2 separate regions of the Mus musculus genome follow, and region 1 is linked to region 2. Evidence: chromatin contacts called from public HiChIP or PLAC-seq data. All regions are on one chromosome and are shown on one strand. Each heading gives the region's core, a stretch centred on a gene start, on an enhancer-like site or on the middle of the called end of the contact. The rest is flanking DNA. Distances are from core to core; before and after follow the strand shown. Region 1 has its middle 7.8 kb from the start of Slc5a4a. Region 2 overlaps Slc5a4b (solute carrier family 5 (neutral amino acid transporters, system A), member 4b).

The links. HiChIP or PLAC-seq counts read pairs in DNA pulled down with a chosen protein or histone mark.
Region 1: a contact with region 2 is called in an H3K4me3 HiChIP or PLAC-seq map of intestinal villus epithelium, with 5 read pairs. The contact joins two enhancer-like sites. A contact is called at or near these places in 2 of 39 promoter capture datasets (embryonic stem cells and liver), 1 of 15 datasets of contacts at CTCF or cohesin (the NIH/3T3 cell line), 3 of 484 Hi-C or Micro-C datasets (forebrain, morula and nephron progenitors), 2 of 115 datasets of contacts at active chromatin or transcription factors (embryonic stem cells and intestinal villus epithelium) and 1 of 9 other capture datasets (adipose tissue).

The regions. Positions count from the first base shown.
Region 1 is chr10:76,136,301-76,142,990 of GRCm38.p6, reverse strand. It overlaps the pseudogene Gm19217. Among named protein-coding and RNA genes, the nearest start is that of Slc5a4a, 7.8 kb to the left of the region's middle. Within about 2 kb of position 4,825, at least 2 of the 459 cell types and tissues checked have an H3K27ac peak or open chromatin away from gene starts, as enhancers often do. A contact at or near this core is called in intestinal villus epithelium, where this site is marked.
Region 2 is chr10:76,066,574-76,072,926 of GRCm38.p6, reverse strand. It overlaps Slc5a4b (solute carrier family 5 (neutral amino acid transporters, system A), member 4b), which reads left to right. Exons shown (of 15, transcript NM_023219.2): 10 at 392-499; 11 at 2,273-2,423. Among named protein-coding and RNA genes, the nearest start is that of Gm16222, 8.9 kb to the left of the region's middle. Within about 2 kb of position 5,071, at least 31 of the 459 cell types and tissues checked have an H3K27ac peak or open chromatin away from gene starts, as enhancers often do. A contact at or near this core is called in intestinal villus epithelium, where this site is marked.

The sequences.
Region 1 (6,690 bases), core at 3,576-6,075, 70 kb before region 2:
ATACACCTATATACATACATACATGTACACACACACACATATACACTAACATATACATACATATAGTCAGGGGGTACAAGAGACCACCAGAAGAATATAGATTATTCCTATATGGCTTGGTGCTTTCCAGAAAAAGCATAGAAGACTCGGTTGCTGGAGATACCACAAACTTCAGACACAGAGTTTGGAGTAATCCATTTGGATCTGACTTAGAATCCTCCTCCTCAACAACTAGTTCTCATAGCTTTGGGAGGAGCCGTGCAAACAACCAAGAGAGAAAAAGCATGCATAGCCCTCATAGTCCTATCCAGCTGTATTGCTCACAAACCACGATGACAAAGACCAGTCTATCAAGACATTCTTGAAAGAACAACAATGGCACTTGTATCCTGGAAGTAACTAACACCTAAGCGAGCCGAAGTCCTATTCGGGAGGACCCTCTGTTGCCAGCTTCTTAAACCACACAGTCTCTAACTGCATTCTAAACACTTGTCCTTTGAATTTTTATTTATTTATTTATTTATTTATTTATTTATTTATTTATTTATTTATTTATATGAGTACACTGTTGCTGGTGCGTCTGACACACCAGAAGAGGGTGTTGGATCCTTTTACAGATGGTTGTGAGCCACCATGTAGTTGCTGGGAATTGAATTCAGGACCTCTGGAAGAACAGTCAGTGCTCTTAACTGCTGAGCCATCTCGCCAGTCTGATACTTTTCCTTCTATCTACAGAAAAGTGTAGCTCTTGCCCCTCCTCAGATAAGTTTCTTTTTGCAGCACTACAAAGTTCATTCCAGAACATCAGAACTGGTCAAACTGTAGAGATGAACGGAGCATGGAGGGCCTGTTCCCAATCAATACATTTACATCATGGCCCCTGCATTTAAGGCTCAGGGAACGTCATGGAGAGGGAGGATGGTAGTAACATGGTAAGAACCGGAAGACCGGGGCATTCGCTGGGAGAGAGTCTCTTCTTTAGAAGACAGACAGACATGAAATTGTGAGAGAAACATTGAATGTGGAACTAGTTTCACATGGTTTTTATAGTTTTACAGAACAAAGAAAATCATACATTGAGATGGTTAGCATTCCTTCTAGGTTTTGCCGAAGAGTTAACTGGCAATAGCAAGGTAGGCCTGACTTTCTATAAATGGGATTGTTTGCCACCCCCCCCCCCACCGCCACTCTCTTCTCTCTGGCCCTTTTCTTCCTTCTTCCTCTCTCCTCTCCCCCCCCCCACTCTCTCCATATGCTCTGGCCTCCTCTCTCTCTCTCTCTCTCTCTCTCTCATTCTCTCTCTCTCTCTCTCTCTCTCTCTCTCTCTCTCTCTCTCTCTCTCTCCCTCCCTCCCTCCCTCCCTCTCTCTCATCTGAAACAGGATAAGGCATCAATAAATCATCAGCAAAGCCAGGAACTGGACACCACTGTTGCTGTGGTATGAATGACTGCAAGCAATGTCACCGCCACTTGCGAGTGTCAGGGGAATCCATGGGAAATATATTTAAATTTGATTATGTGAAACAAACGTTCCGCATGTTAAGAATTCAATAAACAAAATAAAAAGAAGTAAAGACTGGGACAGGGATCATTGACATAGCACAATAGGACTTTAAAAATAGAAGAGAAGACCACCAACCACCTCATGTAAACATGCAGCAAGGAGGGAACAGTTAAGACAACAGGAACAGGTTCTTAAAACCACTCAGAGAAGAAAGATTCGAACTACAGTATTTTGAAATAGCAGTTCACATACGTCAGTAGCAAACATTGTAAAACTTTTAATACTCATGTTAGGAAGTTGGCATGCAAACAGAACTACTAAGTATTGTTGCAAGGACATTCAATTCCCAAGTAGGGGACTATGGAAAATGCACTTACCCTTCAGTCAGACTTCTTAAAAATATGTCTCGGTGGTACAGCGGGTCACATACAAAAGAGTTTTGTGCAAAGTGTGTTTTCATGGTGGCATTAAAAAAATAAGACATGTTTCTTAACAGTAATCTATGAAAAATAATTAAAGATAAAGCAGAAATCTGTGAAACACAGAACAAGTATTTTTGGGGGGATGGTGTAGAAAGTGCATGATCTTTGTGTCTAAAAGAGGCTGAAAATTAATGAAATACCCAACTATCATCTAACCTAATGTAGACATCATATTTAATAGAGTAACCTCAAATAATGTAAATGGAAGGGTATACAGAGAAGATAGAAAGATAAAAAACAAAGAGAAACAAACCCAGAAGTTAGTTAATTGATAGCAAATCGACTAGCTTGGTCTGGAGGAGAAGGTGTATTAGGGAGAACAGTAAGGAATCAGGGTGAAGAGGGGATTGTGTCAGACACTCAGGCATGACCAATCGAGACTGATCTTTTGAGCACAGTATGTAGAGATGAGTCAGTCTGTAACTGTTATTTTGGCAGCTGGCACTCGGTTTCATGGATAGATAATGGATGGATGGACTGGAGATGAATAAGTGTTGAGCATGTATAAATTAAATATTTAGTTTTATACATATGTATATTTAAATCCTGGAAGCTGCATTTAGTGGGATTAAAAACAAATATAACCCATAAAAGGCCACATAGCCAAACATATACAGTGTTCTTACATTAAAATAAGGTAAGCAAGATAGATAGTACCTTCTTCAAGAGCACCACCATCAACAACAACTACTACTACTACTACTTCTTCTTTTTCCTCTTCTTCTGCATCCAAGTCCATCCGCTCCTCTGTGTTGTTCCAAAGACTCCAGCACAGGTGGTACAGCTAAACAGAGACAACGCACAAGTTCATTAGTGATGGGGATACATTTACAATGATCCAATGATGCCTCATTTAACACACAGTTTTAAAAAACGTTAACTGTGCCAGGGCAGGATAGGTTAAAAGGAGAGGTCACCTACAAATTCACACATCAAACCACACCCAGCATTTTGAATCATTTATGTTTTTAACTTCTTCAGTGTTTGTTCACAATTCCAAGTAGTATCTTTAGACTCCCACTTCTGGGTTTGTGATATCAGGAATGGCGCAAACTCAGCTGTCCTGCACAGGACGTGGCTACATTTGCTGTTTTAGCGTGCGTTTGTCAGGGCTACAGCACGGTTACTTTCATTTGGTCTAAGTCGTTACTTTTATTCTTTAAAAATATTTTATTGGTTGGGCATAGACATTTATGTCTTTGATCCCAGGAACTGGAAGGCAGAGGCAGGTGGATTTCTGTGAGTTTGAGGTCAGCATGGTTTACACAGTGAATTTCAGGACTTCAAAGGTTATGTAGAGACACTGTCTTAGAAACAAACAAAAGAAAGAAAACAGAGATTTTATTGTGTTTTATTTCCGGATTTGTCATACTTAAATAGTATCTTAGTTATGGTTTTACTGCTGTGAACAGACACCATGACCAAGGCAAGTCTTTTAAGGACAACATTTAATTGGAGCTGGCTTACCGGTTCAGAGGTTCAGTCCATTATCATCAAGGTAGGAATATGGCAGCATCCAGGCAGGCATGGTGCAGGAGGAGCTGAGAGTTCTACATCTTCATCTGAAGGCTGCTAGTGCAAGACTGGCTTCCAGGCAGCTAGGATGAGGGTCTTAAAGCCCACAGTGACAAACCTACTCCAACAGGGCCACACCTTCTAATACTGCCACTCCCTGGGCCGAGCATATGTAAACCATCATAGTATCTGTGAGCTGTTCTTGATTTCCACCCTTCCACATGCCTTTCCTACCTCACCTGCAAACTTCTACCAACTTAGGAGTTTTCAATTTTAAACTGAATTTGTTATCATTTTGATTACCATCATTTCAGACTTTCATGCTTAATCAGGTTATTGATTGATACCAGCACTAGGGAGAGAAAGGCAGGAAGAATCTGTGAAGTCAAGGTTAGCCTAATCTTTATAGTGTGTTCAAAGCTATCTAGGGATAAACAGTGAAATATTATATCTAATTATTTTTAAACCTAAAGTAGATAACACATATAGTATTATTTTTGACCACAGATGCAAATCACAGGATTAGACATAATAAATAAAGGCTAACTTTGGGTCATTCTAATGAAATTACTTTGAATACCAAAGGGTTTTTAAATTTATAATGATAATGTCAAATGTACAAAATTTGATTCATAATTTTTTTTCTACCAGTTTGGGGAAATTTAGCTTTCTTGTTTGTTCTTGACATAAAAATTAGGTATTTTATGTTATCTCTAAGATTTTTTTATCATACAATATAAACACTTAAAAAAAACATTTCTTGGGCTGGAGAGATGGCTCAGCAGTTAAGAGCACTGACTGCTTTTCCAGAGGTCCTGAGTTAATTCCCAGCAAGCACAGGGTAGCTCACGACCATCTGTAATGAGATCTAACACCCTCTTCTTTCTGGTATGTCAGAAGATAGCTTGTTTAGGCAGGTTACAAGATCATAGTTAATTTCCTCTAGTAATCTGAGAGTGACCCAGTATTTCATCCCATTGGGGGATGAAACCCTTGGCTTCCTGAAGACTTTGAGAATTGGAGAGCTAGAATCCTGACAGGTGATGTTGCTGAAAAATCTTTATGAGCAAAGATGATGGACTTGAATCATTGTGAGAGCTTCACACTTGAGTTCCTTCCATGCATCAGTAATGGTTCCAGGGTAGGATGACGTTCACACAACGTTGAGTTTGTGGATTGTATTCCTTTTATCCTGAATACATTTGTGTGTATCAGTGAGGAGAGTCAGTAGAACTCTGTTAGTCAAGGTCCCAGACTACCCAGTCACTTCTGGGCTCTGTACCTTGCTCCATTTGTGTTCTTTGGAGCAATAATCACTTCCTGGAATTCTAAAACTCTGACCTTCACAGATGCACCTTATTATCTATAGAGAAAAACTACAGTGAGTTCCAAAGTGCTGGGCAATTGTGCTTGCTTTATTGATAAATGATAAGATCCACAGAAATGCCTGAGAAATGGTGTATGCTGAGATATAAAGCACGTGGACTGAGAGATGTTAGTCTAAAGAAGCCAGGGTAAAAGTTAACATCTAGTCTTCTGGGTCTACACATGTATAGCATTACAACTTCTTCTTTAGCTAGAAAATCATTGCAATGTTAACTGAGTGTCTTAGTCAGGGTTTCTATTCCTGCACAAACATCATGACCAAGAAGCAAGTTGGGGAGGAAAGGGTTTATTCACCTTACACTTCCACATTGCTGTTCATCACCAAAGGAAGTCAGGACTGGAACTCAAGCAGGTCAGGAAGCAGGAGCTGATGCAGAGGCCATGGAAGGATGTGACTTACTGGCTTGCTTCCCTTGGCTTGCTCAGCTTGCTCTCTTATAGAACCTAAGACTACCAGCCCAGTGATGGCACCATCCTCAAGGGACCCTCCCCCCTTGATCACTAATTGAAAAAATGCCTTACAGCTGGATCTCATGGAGGCATTTCCTCAAGGGAGGCTTTATCTGTGATAACTCCAGCTCGTGTCAAGTTGACATAACCAGACATTCACCCTTGGCAGTATTCTTCTAACAGAAATTAGCTCCTCTCTGCAATCTCCAGACCCAGCCAGCAGGTGACTGGGTGACTGTGACTGATTCTCAAGGATTATCTGATGAGTAGGACTGCATTAATGGAAGGATTGCCAGAGGGTCTTCCCCAATGTGTTCCTCATGGCCCGTGTATCCCTCTAGACATGCTATGGATGGTTACTTACCATCAGGCATCAACTCCAGCACCAGGGTGGGGTAGGCATTGTTGGTGCAGCCGACCGCAGTGCCACACTGTTTCTCACACTCAGAAGGTACAATGCAGGCCACCTTATCTGAGGAGAGACACAGTTCATTGAGCAGGACTCAACTAGGTACAATCTGCAAGTGGGGAACAGAGAGAAGAAGCAAGATCATAGATGGAAGAAGATGTATTTGTCTAGAAATTGGTTGCTGAACTTTGAATTTGACAGCATGGGTCTAGTTACTCCTTACTCAAAACAGAACCTTCTACAGTGTCTCAGACCAGTAGCTCCCCTGGCACTGGCCTATGGGGGCAGGGATCCCTTTTGGATGTGGTCTAGCAACAGAGTAGACAACAGAAAATGATCCCATCTCAGATAAGTGACAGGAGACTTAGGCACCCAGGCACAGTGAATTCAAATATAAGTAGCAGCTCCTCCCCTGAGAAAGTGAAGTCCTATGTCCAGACATGCTTACCCATTTATAAGCATCTAAAAGTATCACTCATAAGGATCAGCTGGGTGATAATTCAGTAAGTGATGGATATTTTCCACTTGAATAGTTGTATAATATCACAATGAAATTTTAATGTGGAACATATTATAATGGTTGTTTTTAAAAGCTGGTTAAGAATCACCTAGACCAGGTTGGAGAGATGGCTCAGAGATTAAAAGTACTGGTTATTCTTCCAGAGGTCTTGAGTTCAATTCCCAACAACCACATAGTGGCACATAACCATCTATAAAAAGATCTGGTGCCCTCTTCTGGCCTGTAGGCATACATACGAGCAGAAGGTTGTATACATAAAAAATAAATCTTACTTTGACCTTAGTACAAGGAGATAGAAATGGATCAATTTGCATTCTTCTACATGATAACCGCCAGTTGTGCCAGCACCATTTGTTGAAAATGCTGTCTTTTTTCCACTCCTGGGCATATATCCAGAAGATGTCCCAACCGGTAAGAAGAACAC
Region 2 (6,353 bases), core at 3,822-6,321:
TATAATAAATAAATAAATAAATAAATAAATCTTTAAAAAAAAAAAAAAACTGGATCAATTGTCAATGTTTGGGGGAAATTAATTTCCAAGTCAGATGAGGATAACTACTGCTTTTTTTTCTTGAGAAATTACTTTTTCTTGGCTAGAAAAGGTAGATGAGACACAGCCAGCCATTTCTGAAGGACAGAAGACACATTTCTATGGCCAATCCCATCACACAACATTGACTGTGTCTTTCCAACTAGGCATAAGTGTATCAAGTTCAAAGTAGAGCATCCAATTTCTAGATAAATATAGTTCCTCCCATCTATGATCTTGCAACTTCCCTCTGTCCCTCGTGTGCAGAATCTACCTAGTTGAATCCTACTCAATGAACTGTGTCTCCCCTCAGATAAGGTGGCCTGCGTTGTACCTTCTGAGTGTGAGAAACAGTGTGGCACTGCGGTCGGCTGCACCAACTATGCCTACCCCACCCTGGTGCTGGAGTTGATGCCTGATGGTAAGTAACCATCCATAGCATGTCTAGAGGGATACACGGGCCATGAGGGACACATTGGAGAAAGACTCTGGCAATCCTTCCATTAATGCAGACCGACTCATCAGATGATCCTTGAGAATGAGTCACAGTCTACCAGTCACCGAGTCACATGATGGCTGGGTCTGGAGATTGCAGAGAGGAGCTAATTTCTGATAGAAGACTATTGTTAGGGCAAATGCTGTCAGGGCTAGAGAGATGGCTCAGCAGTTAAGAGCACTGACTGCTCTTCCAAAGATCCTGAGTTCAAATCCCAGAAACCATATGGTGGCTCACAATCATCCGTAATGAGATATGACGCCCTCTTCTGGTGCATTTATTATTATATCTACACTAACAGTGTAGTTAGATATAATAATAAATAAATCTTAAAAAAAAAATTAAGGCACTCACAAACTCAAGGTGGAATGCATGTCATCTTACCCTGTACTAGGGGAGGTCTGGAGCCATCACTAACGGGGGTGAGGAGAGGAATTGTGAAGCTCTCACAATGATTCAAAACTTTCAGCTTTGCCCATAAAAGTTTTTCACCAGTATCATCTACTAGGTCTGTAGTTCTCCAATTCTCACAAAGCCAAGAGTTTCTCCTCCAAAGAAAGATGGTACCGGGTTCTTCCTTCTCTTGCAAAGTGGTTCCCAGAATGTGACCTTTAGACTCTGACTCAGAGCTCCACGATTTCCCCATCCAGCTAGCTAAGTTTCCACTGGCAGGTGGCTACCACACCAACCCCTGCTCCAAATCTCTCGCAGCCTTTGGGGTGCACCCCAGGCAAACCCACGCTTTGCTGCTGTACCTTTCTCTCTTGAACCCGGACCAGGCTCTGCATGAAGGGAAAGACAACACAAACTTAGTTCAGAAATGACGGTAACTCGATTTCTGGGCTTAGCAATTAAAATCTTAATCTTGTAAACCATATTAAATCTAAATCCTCCGGTGGCGACTCCATTAGGAATCCTCCATTAGGATTCACCACTGAAACTGGGAGACACTACTAATTATATCTTCTCCTCACACTACCCCCATCCAGAAAGACATAACTCTCTCTGGCTTCCTCTCTTCCCTCATCCAACCCGGAGTCCTGCCTACTTGCCCAGTCATTGGCTCCTTTATTCATTAGGGGATTGGTTCACAAGGAGTCACCTGAGTACGACTCAATCCTCGTCTGCAGCCCCTTCCAGGAGAGCGGAGTTAGCATACAACATACAAACAGCACCAGGTCCATTCACAACAACTTTTAAGTAATATTTAGCTCTTAAGCGAGTACTGAACTGAACCAGAGAAAGAACCTCAGAAAATGTTTGTATAAGAAATCCAGGTACTTACATTTCTCAAGCTAATTTTAGGCCAGAGAAGCTAACCAACCACATGATACCTCTGTATTTTTAAAATTAAACTCCCAGATTAAAAGACAAGGATTTCACTACCACATCTTTTACATTCAAATAGGATGAATTTCATTAAACCTTGTTGCATTCTATAATGATGAATTCACTTTACATGAATAATCACAGTATCCAACACATATTGAAGCTTTACTGTGTTTCAATAACTTTCTAAATATTTTGTGTGCTTTAACTGATTGAATTTCCAAGAAAAATTCAGCAATGATACCCACTGATAGTTGCAGTAGCTCATAACTCTGTGAGTGTTATATCCTTGAATGGCTCTTTGATGTAGCAAGTCACTCATAAGCCATGACATCCACTCTAACCAGAGCTTGCTCCCTCTGACCCCAGGACTGCGAGGCCTGATGCTGTCAGTCATGCTGGCTTCTCTCATGAGCTCTCTGACCTCCATCTTCAACAGCGCCAGCACCCTCTTCACCATCGACCTGTACACCAAGATAAGGAAGAAGGCATCAGAGAGAGAGCTCATGATAGCCGGACGGTGAGAGAACCTGGTCTCTGCCTAGAACCTCCCCAAGGAGGGGGGCTATAGACAGGAGCCACAGAGCCCCGCCCCTTAGACTGAGGGAAACTGAAAATGTGGTTCTACAATGGGGAAGACTCATTAGGAGATGTTCAACTCAACCTTTCTCTTCACAGATACAAAAATTATAGCCATAGTTTTAAATGAAGTAGTTTAGTTTTTCAGACTTCCACTGTCTGATTGTTATTCATTCCTTCCCCTTATCATTATCCCTACACCATCTCTTCACAGAACTCATCCGTGAGCTGGAAAGATGGCTCAGTGGTTAAGAGCACTGACTGTTCTTCCAAAGGTCATGAGTTGAAATCCCAGCAACCACATGGTGGCTCACAACCATCTGTGATGCCCATCTGATGTCCTCTTCTGGGGTGTCTGAAAATAGCTACAATATATTTATATATAATAAATAAAAACAGATCGAGTGGGGCCGGAGTAAGTGGGGCCAGAGTGAGCTGTGGGGGTTGGGGGGAAACTCAGTCTGTGTTTAATCGGATCTACCTCACAACGTAAGTCTGATAGCTGAATGTCTTTCCTTTAACAATTTCTATACGTACCATATGGAAATGATAAATTACCTCGTCCACATTATTCAGAGAAGTTTACCAACTGCATTCACTAAAGGCTGAGCCATGTTAGACAGAGACAGATCTTCAAGAAGAGACGAAGTCCAAGAGGCTGCTTGGAGAGTTAGGAGACCCTGGGGAGACTGGGGGCAGTGAGATATAAGGAAACAAGAAATAGTAGCCAACGTGGGGTCCTCTTCTTCACTTAATTTTCAGGCAGAATCTGCCTGCCATTTTGTAGAATGCTTTAAAAATTAAAGTGTAGAACACAGAAGGAGAACATGAGACATAAATATGTGGCAAAGTTTTGTTTTTAAAAACTGAACACTCGGGGCTGGAGACATGGCTCAGTAGTTAAAGGCACTGACTGCTGTCCCCAAGGTCCTGAGTTCAATTCCCAGAAACCACATGGTGGCTCACAACCATGTGATCTGACACCCTTTTCTGCAGATATATATGCAGATAGAGCACTCATACTAAAATAAATCTTTTTTTTTAAAAAAATGAATGATCCTATAACCATAATTTTTGTCAAGAAATAGAAATTACTAGGACACCCAAAACCTCTTCTTGGGTTCCACATTTCCAGAGCTAACAATGGCTATTGGTAATGTGACAGGTAGTTCAAACCTTCCCAGGTTAGAATATGATAACCAAGGGCTGGAGAGATGGCTCAGCGGTTAAGAGCACCAACTGCTTTTCCGAAGGTCCTAAGTTCAAATCCCAGCAACCACATGGTGGCTCACAACCATCCATAATGAGGTCTGACACCCTTTTCTGGAGTGTCTGAAGGCAGCTACAATGTACTTACATGTAATAAATAAATAAATCTTTAAAGAAATATATGATAACCAGAATAACACAGTGGGATTTCTAATTCTTCCATGGCCAGTCATGTTGCATTGTTCTGGGATAGTTTATTCATTTAATCACTGTATATATGGATATAGGTATGTGTGTATGCATATATGTGTGTATTTCTACTTATATAGTATATATTTATACATATATATGTATATATATTATAGGAATATATTAGAATTTACTGTTCATGGGCATCTGACTGCAGTATTTCTGTCTGTTGGCTTGTATGAACATGAAATTCTATCAGGGAGGTTGGGAGATTGGGATGTGTATGCATTTCATTTTAATTAATATTAGAGAATATTCATTAGTCTCAATTTAAAAGAAATATGAAAAGCGATTTTGAAAGAAGAGACAATATGACTTTTGCAAAAATTAATGGTAAGAATAACTCTGAATGAACTGATGAAATAGCAGGCGTGTCATTTCTCCCTTACACTGTATAGCCATGTGGGTCTCCCGTGGTGAAAGCAGATCTCTCCATCTGCGTGGGCTGGCGGGTGAGCCTTGTTCTGAAGCCATTAGGAAACTGGAATCTCTCATTCTCCACAGATTGCACACTGAGCAAACTGGGTGTTGGTGCTCAGTTCGTCCAAGGTGGAGACACTCTCCGTCTGGCACATGAGTGCAGTGTCTATGGAGAGCAACGTTGGAAGAGCTTTAACAAGTTTACATTCACATTGGCTGCAGGGGGAATGGAGTGTGTGTCTAATGGAGTGTGTGTCTAATGGACTGTGTGTATTGTGCTTTTGCAGCAAGAGCAACAATAAGTAACACATTAACCACCTGGCATACAAACTCTAAAATGCCCCTAGTTCCAGGTCTTGACTCTTTACAATTGAAGTGTGTGTGTGTGTGTGTGTGTGAGAGAGAGAGAGAGAGAGAAAGAGAGAGAGACAGAGACAGAGACAGAGAGACAGAGACAGAGAGAGACTTCCGGCCTGGAGAGGGTGGAGATAGGGTACAGAGTAGGACTCTGGCATGGCTTTAAAGTCTGAGTGTCTCCGGACATTCTAGCTCTTTAACTATACGGAAGTGCTGAAGATAACTTCTGGAAAGCCCTCAAAACAAAACAAAACAAAACAAAACAAAAAAACCTTTCTTGCTCTTTCAAAGGGTAAACCGCTGCTGGCCTGGGCGATTAACACCTGTAGCCTAACAGCTGAGGATTAAGCAATGCAGCCTTTGTTCTGTCTCAGCAGGAACTAGCTGCTCTAGCTTTCAGCCTGCTAGTCAGAAGGCACAGGAAGGAAAAGGAACAGTTTGAAAAGTGATTATAGTGTTTTCTACTAAGTTGTAAAATGCTTTCTATGAAAGCTATCTAAGAAAACGGGAAAGCAGAAAGATCCTAAGGAAGACCAGGGAAAAATTCTTTTTCTTGTCTCTTTTTTTTCTCAGTACTTATACATCTTTCAGAATACACGATCACATGTTACAAAGTTCATCACAAGTTCACACAAAAAGTCAAATCATAAATTGAAATAGAAGTTTACAACAGCGAATGTGTGCATGCATATTCATTAGGAGTAATTATCTGGCTAAACATCCATCACCTGTCAGAGCTCCACAGGTTCACTGGAGGTTTAAAACCATAACTAAATTGTTAGTGAAGTTTTGTCTAGATAAGCCCAGTCAATATTTTATCTTTTCTCTAGTTGCATATGTAGCAGAGGATGGCCTAGTTGGCCATCAATGGGATTAGAGGCCCTTGGTCTTGCGAAAATTATATACCCCAGTACAGGGGAATGCCAGGGCCAGGAAGCGGGAGTGGGTGGGTTGGGGAGCACGGCCAGGGGAGGGTATAGGAGACTTTTGGGGTAGCATTTAAAATGTAAATGAAGAAAATATCTAATAAAAAAAGAAAGAAAATATGAAAGTAGAAAAATAGTAATAAATGAAACTTTAAACTAAAAAAAAAACATTATCTTTTGTCCTGCACCTATAGTAAATCATTAGTTCCCTTTTTATGACCTTTGGTTAATTCTTTTACAACCTCTTAGAATGAATGTGCTCTGAGTAGGAGAAAGTCTGGTTACTAAGAGCAATTAACTGGTGGGAAACTGACAGAGTTCTCATTGCAGCTTCGACTATCAGAAAAGGATCTAATAGCAGTCCCATTGTAAAAGAGCTTAATAATCACTAATTTTAGGAATTCTTTGTTTTGGGGGGGTTGTTTTGTTTTGTTTAGAGACAGGGTTTCTCTGTGTAGCCCTGGCTGTCCTGGAACTCACTTTGTAGACCAGGCTGGCCTCGAACTCAGAAATCTGCCTGCCTCTGCTTCCCAAGTGCTGGAATTAAAGGCATGTGCCACCACCGCCTGGCTAATTTTAGGAATTCTTATAGGATCATCATTAAGATTTAAGAAGCCAGAAAAAAAAAAAAAGACTTAAGAAGTCATCTATTTGTCTACATAGCATCACTACAAGATAGTACATTTTTGTGGCTCTGCAGAGATCTGCTC